2 separate regions of the Zea mays genome follow, and region 2 is linked to region 1. A link is a contact called in public Hi-C data. All regions are on one chromosome and are shown on one strand. Each heading gives the region's core, a stretch centred on a gene start, on an enhancer-like site or on the middle of the called end of the contact. The rest is flanking DNA. Distances are from core to core; before and after follow the strand shown. Region 1 holds the start of LOC100276046. Region 2 holds the start of LOC107282093 (Caffeoyl-CoA O-methyltransferase1).

The links. Hi-C and Micro-C count contacts between places; a contact is called where the count stands out from the background.
Region 2: a contact with region 1 is called in a Hi-C map of bundle sheath, with 6 times the contacts expected there. The contact joins the promoter of LOC107282093 here to the promoter of LOC100276046 in region 1. A contact is called at or near these places in 4 of 25 Hi-C or Micro-C datasets (bundle sheath, ear, leaf and 1 more).

What each region holds. Positions count from the first base shown.
Region 1 is chr6:88,155,500-88,159,329 of Zm-B73-REFERENCE-NAM-5.0, forward strand. It overlaps LOC100276046, which reads left to right and starts at 2,339. Exons shown (of 13, transcript NM_001149931.2): 1 at 2,339-2,579; 2 at 2,812-2,882; 3 at 2,961-3,047; 4 at 3,492-3,620; 5 at 3,710-3,796. The coding sequence starts at 2,489. LOC103629525 reads left to right here. Exons shown (of 4, transcript XM_008650625.3): 2 at 1-735; 3 at 1,048-1,167; 4 at 1,261-1,689. The coding sequence ends at 1,128.
Region 2 is chr6:88,746,130-88,749,871 of Zm-B73-REFERENCE-NAM-5.0, forward strand. It overlaps LOC107282093 (Caffeoyl-CoA O-methyltransferase1), which reads left to right and starts at 2,459. Exons shown (of 5, transcript NM_001320647.1): 1 at 2,459-2,663; 2 at 2,762-2,841; 3 at 2,923-3,067; 4 at 3,200-3,331; 5 at 3,434-3,742. The coding sequence starts at 2,538. The coding sequence ends at 3,727.

The DNA.
Region 1 (3,830 bases), core at 1,089-3,588:
CCAAGGGAGATTCGGAATCTGCAATTTTTGCAAGTACTTGACATAACTAATCTTGGGCACAAAGTAAAGATGACAACCATTATTCACTTGCGACAGCTGTTGCGGCTTTGTTCTAGGTCTGGGTGGAGCATAAAACAGCTAGACGGATTTGGAAAACTAACCTCTCTACAAGAAGTTAAAGGGACCATAACTATCGAGTCACCAAGCATGCTGCATGATCTGGGGTGTCTGACCAATCTCAGGACCTTGGGCATCAACTTTCGTGATTGGGATGAGAGCTATGAGGAACCTTTCATCCAATGTCTATCTAACCTTGTCAGCCTCAAATCCATGAAAATAAAAGGTACCATGATGAGCAGCCTATGTTCCGAATGTGACAAATTGTACCCTGGTCCTCAACAACTTTGCTCCATTGATATGAAGTCACTTGCAAGAACTGTCATCATGACTAGAGTACCAAGATGGATGTCATCACTCTGCTCCCTGTCTAGCATAAAGATCACATTATTAGCTCTGGGAGTACAAGATATCCATGTCCTTGGGAGCATACCATCTCTACGTTGTCTCAGTGTACATGTGAAGGAAACCAGAGATGAAAGGTTGGTCATTGACAAGTGTTATCCATTCCGGTGCCTAACTGAGATGCAAATCGATTATGAATCCATGGCGGTGGTGTTCGCACCAGGGAGTATGCAAAACCTCAAAGAACTCCATTTATTGTTCGGGGTGAAAGAGGTAATGCATAAGTACGGTGATTGTAACTTTGGTTTGGAGCACCTCATGTCACTTGAGCATGTCTCTGTTAAAACAATGTACACTATCATGCCCGAGGAGGTGGAGGCCGTAAAAGATGAATTCCAGAAATCCCTGGACATGAATCCTGGCAAGCCCACGTTGATAGTAGATTATTTGTATCCGAAAGAAGTAAATATACTAGCTCAGACTTTGAAAACAGCCATACATCATTATTAGCTAGCTGCCTTCTTTCGTATTTCTTTGCATTCCTTATATATGACAAATTAATTTGTAATTTTCTCTTTTGCATAGAGGAAGATTAGGTCTCAAGCACAAGCAATAAGAGCAGCAATTTTGTTCGCTAATGCAGGCCGCATCCCTGCTACTGACTGAAGGATTATAAACATTCTCTATCGCCTTGCTAATAAACTGGTACGTATTACACATCTATGCTTATGTCTCACGTTGTACCCTCCCAATGCTAGCTGGTAACTAATTCTTTAAGTTCTCATAATATGTTTGCAGCATATTCCCTTCTCTAATTGGCACTGCATTCTCAACGTCGCATGGGTACTAGTGGCAAATAAGCTCTCTGAAGTCATGAATTTTCTACAGATAATGTAACTGCAGTAAATGTCTACGCGCGTGTTTGTAAAAAAGAGTTCAATATCTACCTTGTAAATACGCCATGTTCATACTCATACAGTATAGTACTATGGGATGAGCAACAGCTAACAGTAGCTCCAAGCGTTGTAATCAGTCTAACACTAGCTCCAAGCGTGCCCACTCCCCCACCCACACCAATACACCATATACTGTGTACTATGGGATGAGCAACAGCTCCAACGGTCCTTCTAACAGTTCTTCCATATACGGGGGAAAGGAAACTCTCACCATAAATGTACGGGGAGCACGATTCAACTCCTATACATTAATGATATTATTTCTTTGCGATATTAATAAGCTTAAGCTCTATAATATGATAACAATATTTATTATGGTAGTACAAATACTCTATGCCCTTAGTTTTGGTGGTGTGCTCATCTATACCTTTAGTCGTGTTTTTTGCTCAGCTGTGCCCTTCCAGTGCTATAGAACAGAAGGGCATAGCTGAGCAAAAAACACGACTAAGGGTATAGATGAGCACACCACCAAAACTAAGGGCACCAAATTAAAAAACCCTTTTTAAAACCATGCAAATTAATAAAAATATTAAATAACTGAGTTATATTGTATAGTAGGAGCTAGATAGAGAAATGTAAGATTGGAGATGTCTGTACGTAGAGAGAGAGTTTAGAGAGATATAATAAAATATAATAAAATGAATAAATAGGAGAAGAAATGTGGGCAGAATGGCTGGCAATGGCGATGGCCGACCGTGCATTAGGCGCGTCTGTAGAAAATATGAACGTACTAGTATAATTAAGATGCCCGTTTTTTTAGAATCGTAGATGTCCTGGGCGTCAACAGAGCTGACACAACACTAGCAGCCAAAGCCACGTCCGTGACGACGATGTACGATACGACGATGTCCGCGGAAGAAGCCAGAGTCGATGCTGTGATCTGGGGGCGACGTCGCAGTCCATCCTGCCAGCACAGCACATCACATTGCTCCGCCTCGGGGAGGAAGTAGGGCGGCGGTTACTTGTCCCGCTCCAACTACAAAGCCCAGACTGCCCAGTCCGCATCCCCAGCAGCCGTGACACCGCCACAGCAGCCTCGGCGCTGCGTTTCTGCCTTCCCGGTGAGACAAATGGCCGCCAGCGCCACCGACGCCGACGCCGGCGCCGGGCTCAGATCGGAGTTCCTGCAGGTCCTGCTCAGCCGCCGCCGCGATCTCCTAGGTCAGGTTCTCTCTCATTCTCTCTCCCAACTCGCGCGCGTGCTGAAATGCTCTGCTCTGGTAGTGCTTGAAGCAGTTGGGTTAAAATCGCTGGTCTGGCTAGGACCTTTCGAGATGCTGCAAATAATCACAGTTCAAGTTACAACCTGAATCCTTAGAACGATACGCCACATCTGAAGCTTGTGCCCTTCAATTGGGTTGGTTTTTTTTTTCCTGTCATCGCCATTCGCCAGTGCCTCTCACGGTGGAGCAAGGGAGTCCGGTGAAGGACCCGATGTACCAGAATCCTCCGTCGACCATGGAGGTCAGGACCCTTGATTTGAACGAAGGTCTTTTGTAAGAGACCAGACACGTCGGCGTTGATTAGCTGTGGTAATCTTAGGCAAATCCGATGGAGTCGTGCCCCAGTAAAGAGGTGGAGAACTTGAGGGAGAAGCTGGTTGAAGAAAATTTCTACCTTATCACTGAGGTAAGCGGCGGCCAGATGATCAGGACAAGTCCAGCAGTCCTAGTCTATCTCTCTGTCTCTTTTGACGGTATTGTCCTAGTCTCTTTCCAACTGAAGTATATCAAATTAAACTTGAGTTTTGCTTGCTTTGCTTGCGATGGATCGTGGCCTACAGGAGCCAATCGCGTCTCTAAGCAGCCTCACGAGATCGAAGAGCAACAATATAATAGTGCACTCGATCTTACTCCACATACATGCAGACTGCATTGCATCCCTCTGCTGAATACTTGGGTGCACCTTGATAGTCGGCATCTTTTTTTTAGGTTCTTAGATCCAGACTCACATGTATTCCCACACTAAACTACAGAATAATTAATTAACTACAGAGTCAACGCCTCACTGCTGGTTTTTTATTTTCCCTCTCTTTTTCTAACCACTACGTACTTTTTTTCCCTTTCAACGCAGCTAGGTGAACAAGGACGAGTACCTGTACTTCTGCTGAAGCTTGACGACCCCGTCCCTAGAAGAAAACCAGCTATCGTGTTCCTGCACAGCTCTTACAAGTGCAAAGAGTGGCTGCGCCCACTGCTTGAGGTGGGTAAACCAATCTCGCTCTGTCCCAACTGCACCACCGTAGACTATACTGTTCGTATAGCTCTTCGTTGACTAGTTTGCTTTTGCAGGCATATGCTTCCAAGGGCTACGTCTGTGTGGCTATTGACTCGCGCTATCACGGCGAAAGGGCCAGCAATGAAACCACTTACATAGATGTAATAATCTGCTTATGATCATATTGTGCCCAGT
Region 2 (3,742 bases), core at 1,209-3,708, 590 kb after region 1:
CAAACTAGTTAGTCCACATGGTTTGCGTTGGATGTCAACCACCAAAATCGATTATAGGAAATGATTAAGTCCATTTCCCGTTCACATTCTGCTCGTTATGTTAATACACATGAATTACCTCTTCATACTATGCAAAAACCCATGGTAGTAATCACCCCTAAATGGCCTATTGTAGCAAATTTTATGAGCAACAGATTAACAATAACAATCATAGGAAGGGAATTCTGGTCCATGCCCATAGTGTTAGAAGAGAGCAGTATAGATCTGATTCTTGGCATGTCATGGTTGAGGAAAGTGAAAGTAATTATACATTGTGCTAAGGGAACTGTAGAACTCACTAGTCCAAAAGGAGATAGATTTGAAGTCATGATTACCTTAACCCCATCCACCAGACCCGCCATTTATCTAGTAGATGGTAAATTTGTGGACAGACATATTCGTGTGGTTAGAGAGTTGCCAGATGTTTTTCCACAAGAGTTACCCGGAATGCCACCAGATAGGGATGTGGAGTTTGTTATTGATCTCTTACCTGGGACCGCTCCTATGTCTAAAAGGCCATACAAAATGTCAGTTGAACAATTAAAAGAACTTAAGAAACAACTAACATAGTTACAGGAGTCAGGATATATTCGTCCGAGTTCCTCATCTTGGGGAGCACCGGTTCTGTTTGTTCAGAATAAGGATGGTTCCCCGACGACGTGTGTTGATTACAGATCACTTAATGATGTCACAATTAAAAATAAGTACCCCTTACCCTATATTGAAGATTTATTTGATCAAATGAGAGGTGCCAGGGTATTCTCTAAAATTGATCTCAGATCAGGTTATCATTAGATGAAGACCAGGCCTTCGGATATTCCCAAGATGACTTTCTCTACCCGATACGGGCTATATGAGTTCACTGTCATGTCGTTTGGCTTGACTAATGCACCAGCCTACTTCATGAATCTGATGAACAATGTGTTTATGGAGTATCTTGATAAGTTCGTCATGGTATTCATCGACGACATTCTAATTTATTCCAAGAATGATGGTGATTATGAGGAGCATTTGTGGTTAGTGTTGCAGAAGTTAAGAGATAATCAATTCTATGCTAAGTTCAGCAGGTGTGAGTTCTGGCTTGATGAGGTACCATTCCTTGGGCATATTATCTCCAATGGTGGAATATCAGTGGATCCGGCTAAAGTGAGGGAGATAATAGGATGGAAGATACCGAGCTCAGTCACTGAAATCCAGAGTTTTCTAGGACTCGCGGGTTATTACCGGCGTTTTATTGAGGGATTCTCCAAGATAGCCAAGCCTATGACCACACTATTGGAGAAGTGAAAAGAGTTCAAGTGGACACATGCTTGTCAAGAGAGTTTCAATCAGCTGAAGAAAAAGGATAAATTACTTAGTTGGGAAAAAGGGTTACTTGCTCTAGTTGAGTTAATGGTTGCTTGTTCTGAGTTCCTATTGATGAGCTTCTCCGTGGTACGGAAATCTTGAGTGTTGTGATGTGCCTTATATCATGGTTGGGCCGGTACGGCAAGAACATCGGTCTACCATGCTTTAAGGTGGACCCTACCTAACTTTTGATATTTGAGCACGGTATGTCCTAATCTAAAATTATTCTATGTCGTGTTAGGCCTAAAAATGGACTAAACCGTGCCCATGCGGCATAGTGTGACTTTTAACTCTAGTCAGCACAGATTAACTAATAAATATAAAAGAAAAAAATATTTTTTAGATGGAAACTGGTTTTATTATAGGAGAGATTTCCCACGACCCGAACAACCGGACGGATGATGATTGATGCACGGAAATCGGAAAGCAAGAGTGGGTTGGTGGGTGGGTCCGTCCCCAGCGAGCCGCGGCAGGCACCAATTGGCCACCAACAACACGTCCCCGGTGGCCGGTTTGGTCTCCGTAGGAAGCAACCCGCCGCGGCCGGGCAGGGCCCAGCACTCTGCCAGGTCGGTCAGAGTCAGCCGCGCGCGCTGTTCTTCCCACAATCCACACCCACCAACCCCTCTCCCCACACTCGTCAACCACGGCCACGCTCGCTGGGCACCATGGCCACCGGGCAAACGGGAACGGGAGGCTGAAGGCCTCTTCACCAAACGCACGGATCAGGTCATCAGACCAGTGGCCAGCCTACCGCTGCGCACTGGCACGGCGCACCTATGCCCGGGTCCGGCAAGCCTAACCACACCAACCAACCCACAGGGCCACACCCACACCGACCGTGTCCGTCCGCTGACGCGCCGGGCCCGGACCCCGTCGCTCGCACGACCGACTGCTTCTTCACCTTCACGTTGGCCATATTTGAGTAGCGTCACATTGGCCGTCGCGTTGGCCTACTTGGCAGTGGATGCCAAGCTCTCACATGGCTCATCTTCGCCTTCGCCTTGCCGCCGCGCGTTATATAAGCCGCCCCGGCAGGCAAGGTCGGTCAATCCAGCAATACCCGAGTACCCGACGCGCTAGCTAGTTCTATTGCCGCACCCCAGATCTCCAGGAGGGACTCGTTCGTTCAGCTAACTACACTGCACGCAATGGCCACCACGGCGACCGAGGCGGCGCCGGCGCAGGAGCAGCAGGCCAACGGCAACGGCGAGCAGAAGACGCGGCACTCCGAGGTCGGCCACAAGAGCCTGCTCAAGAGCGACGACCTCTACCAGGTAAACACTCCGATCCTGCCTGCCCATTTCCGGCCTCGCGCTCTAGATCTTATCTTCCGTGACTCGAATCTGACCGGGGGAAGAATCACTTCCACCAGTACATCCTGGACACGAGCGTGTACCCGCGGGAGCCGGAGAGCATGAAGGAGCTCCGCGAGATCACCGCCAAGCACCCATGGTATGTTCCGCTTTCCCGGGCCGATCTCTCGGCGGCGACCTAGCTGCTGGACAGATCGAGATCTGAAAAAATGGCGTGCAGGAACCTGATGACGACCTCCGCCGACGAGGGGCAGTTCCTGAACATGCTCATCAAGCTCATCGGCGCCAAGAAGACCATGGAGATCGGCGTCTACACCGGCTACTCCCTCCTCGCCACGGCGCTCGCCCTCCCGGAGGACGGCACGGTCCGTCGTTGTTCCCTCCCTTTTCTCAGATCTGCCACCCCACCTCCCTGAAGGCGAAGCAGCTAGCGGTCCTCCCACTGATAAACCAAGGATTTCTCTCTCCCTCTCTTTGTTGTTCGTCCCGCCCCGCAGATCTTGGCCATGGACATCAACCGCGAGAACTACGAGCTGGGCCTGCCCTGCATCGAGAAGGCCGGCGTCGCCCACAAGATCGACTTCCGCGAGGGTCCCGCGCTCCCCGTCCTCGACGACCTCATCGCGGAGGTACGAAATGGCCAGGCCGCCAGATCTGTGCTTCTTCGCCTATATCGATCGAGTAGAAGTTGACATGACATCTCGGACCCGTGTCTGTCTGCATCTGCGCAGGAGAAGAACCACGGGTCGTTCGACTTCGTCTTCGTGGACGCCGACAAGGACAACTACCTCAACTACCACGAGCGGCTGCTGAAGCTGGTGAAGCTGGGCGGCCTCATCGGCTACGACAACACGCTGTGGAACGGCTCCGTCGTGCTCCCCGACGACGCGCCCATGCGCAAGTACATCCGCTTCTACCGCGACTTCGTGCTCGTCCTCAACAAGGCGCTCGCCGCCGACGACCGCGTCGAGATCTGCCAGCTCCCCGTCGGCGACGGCGTCACCCTCTGCCGCCGCGTCAAGTGAAAACATGGCCTGGCC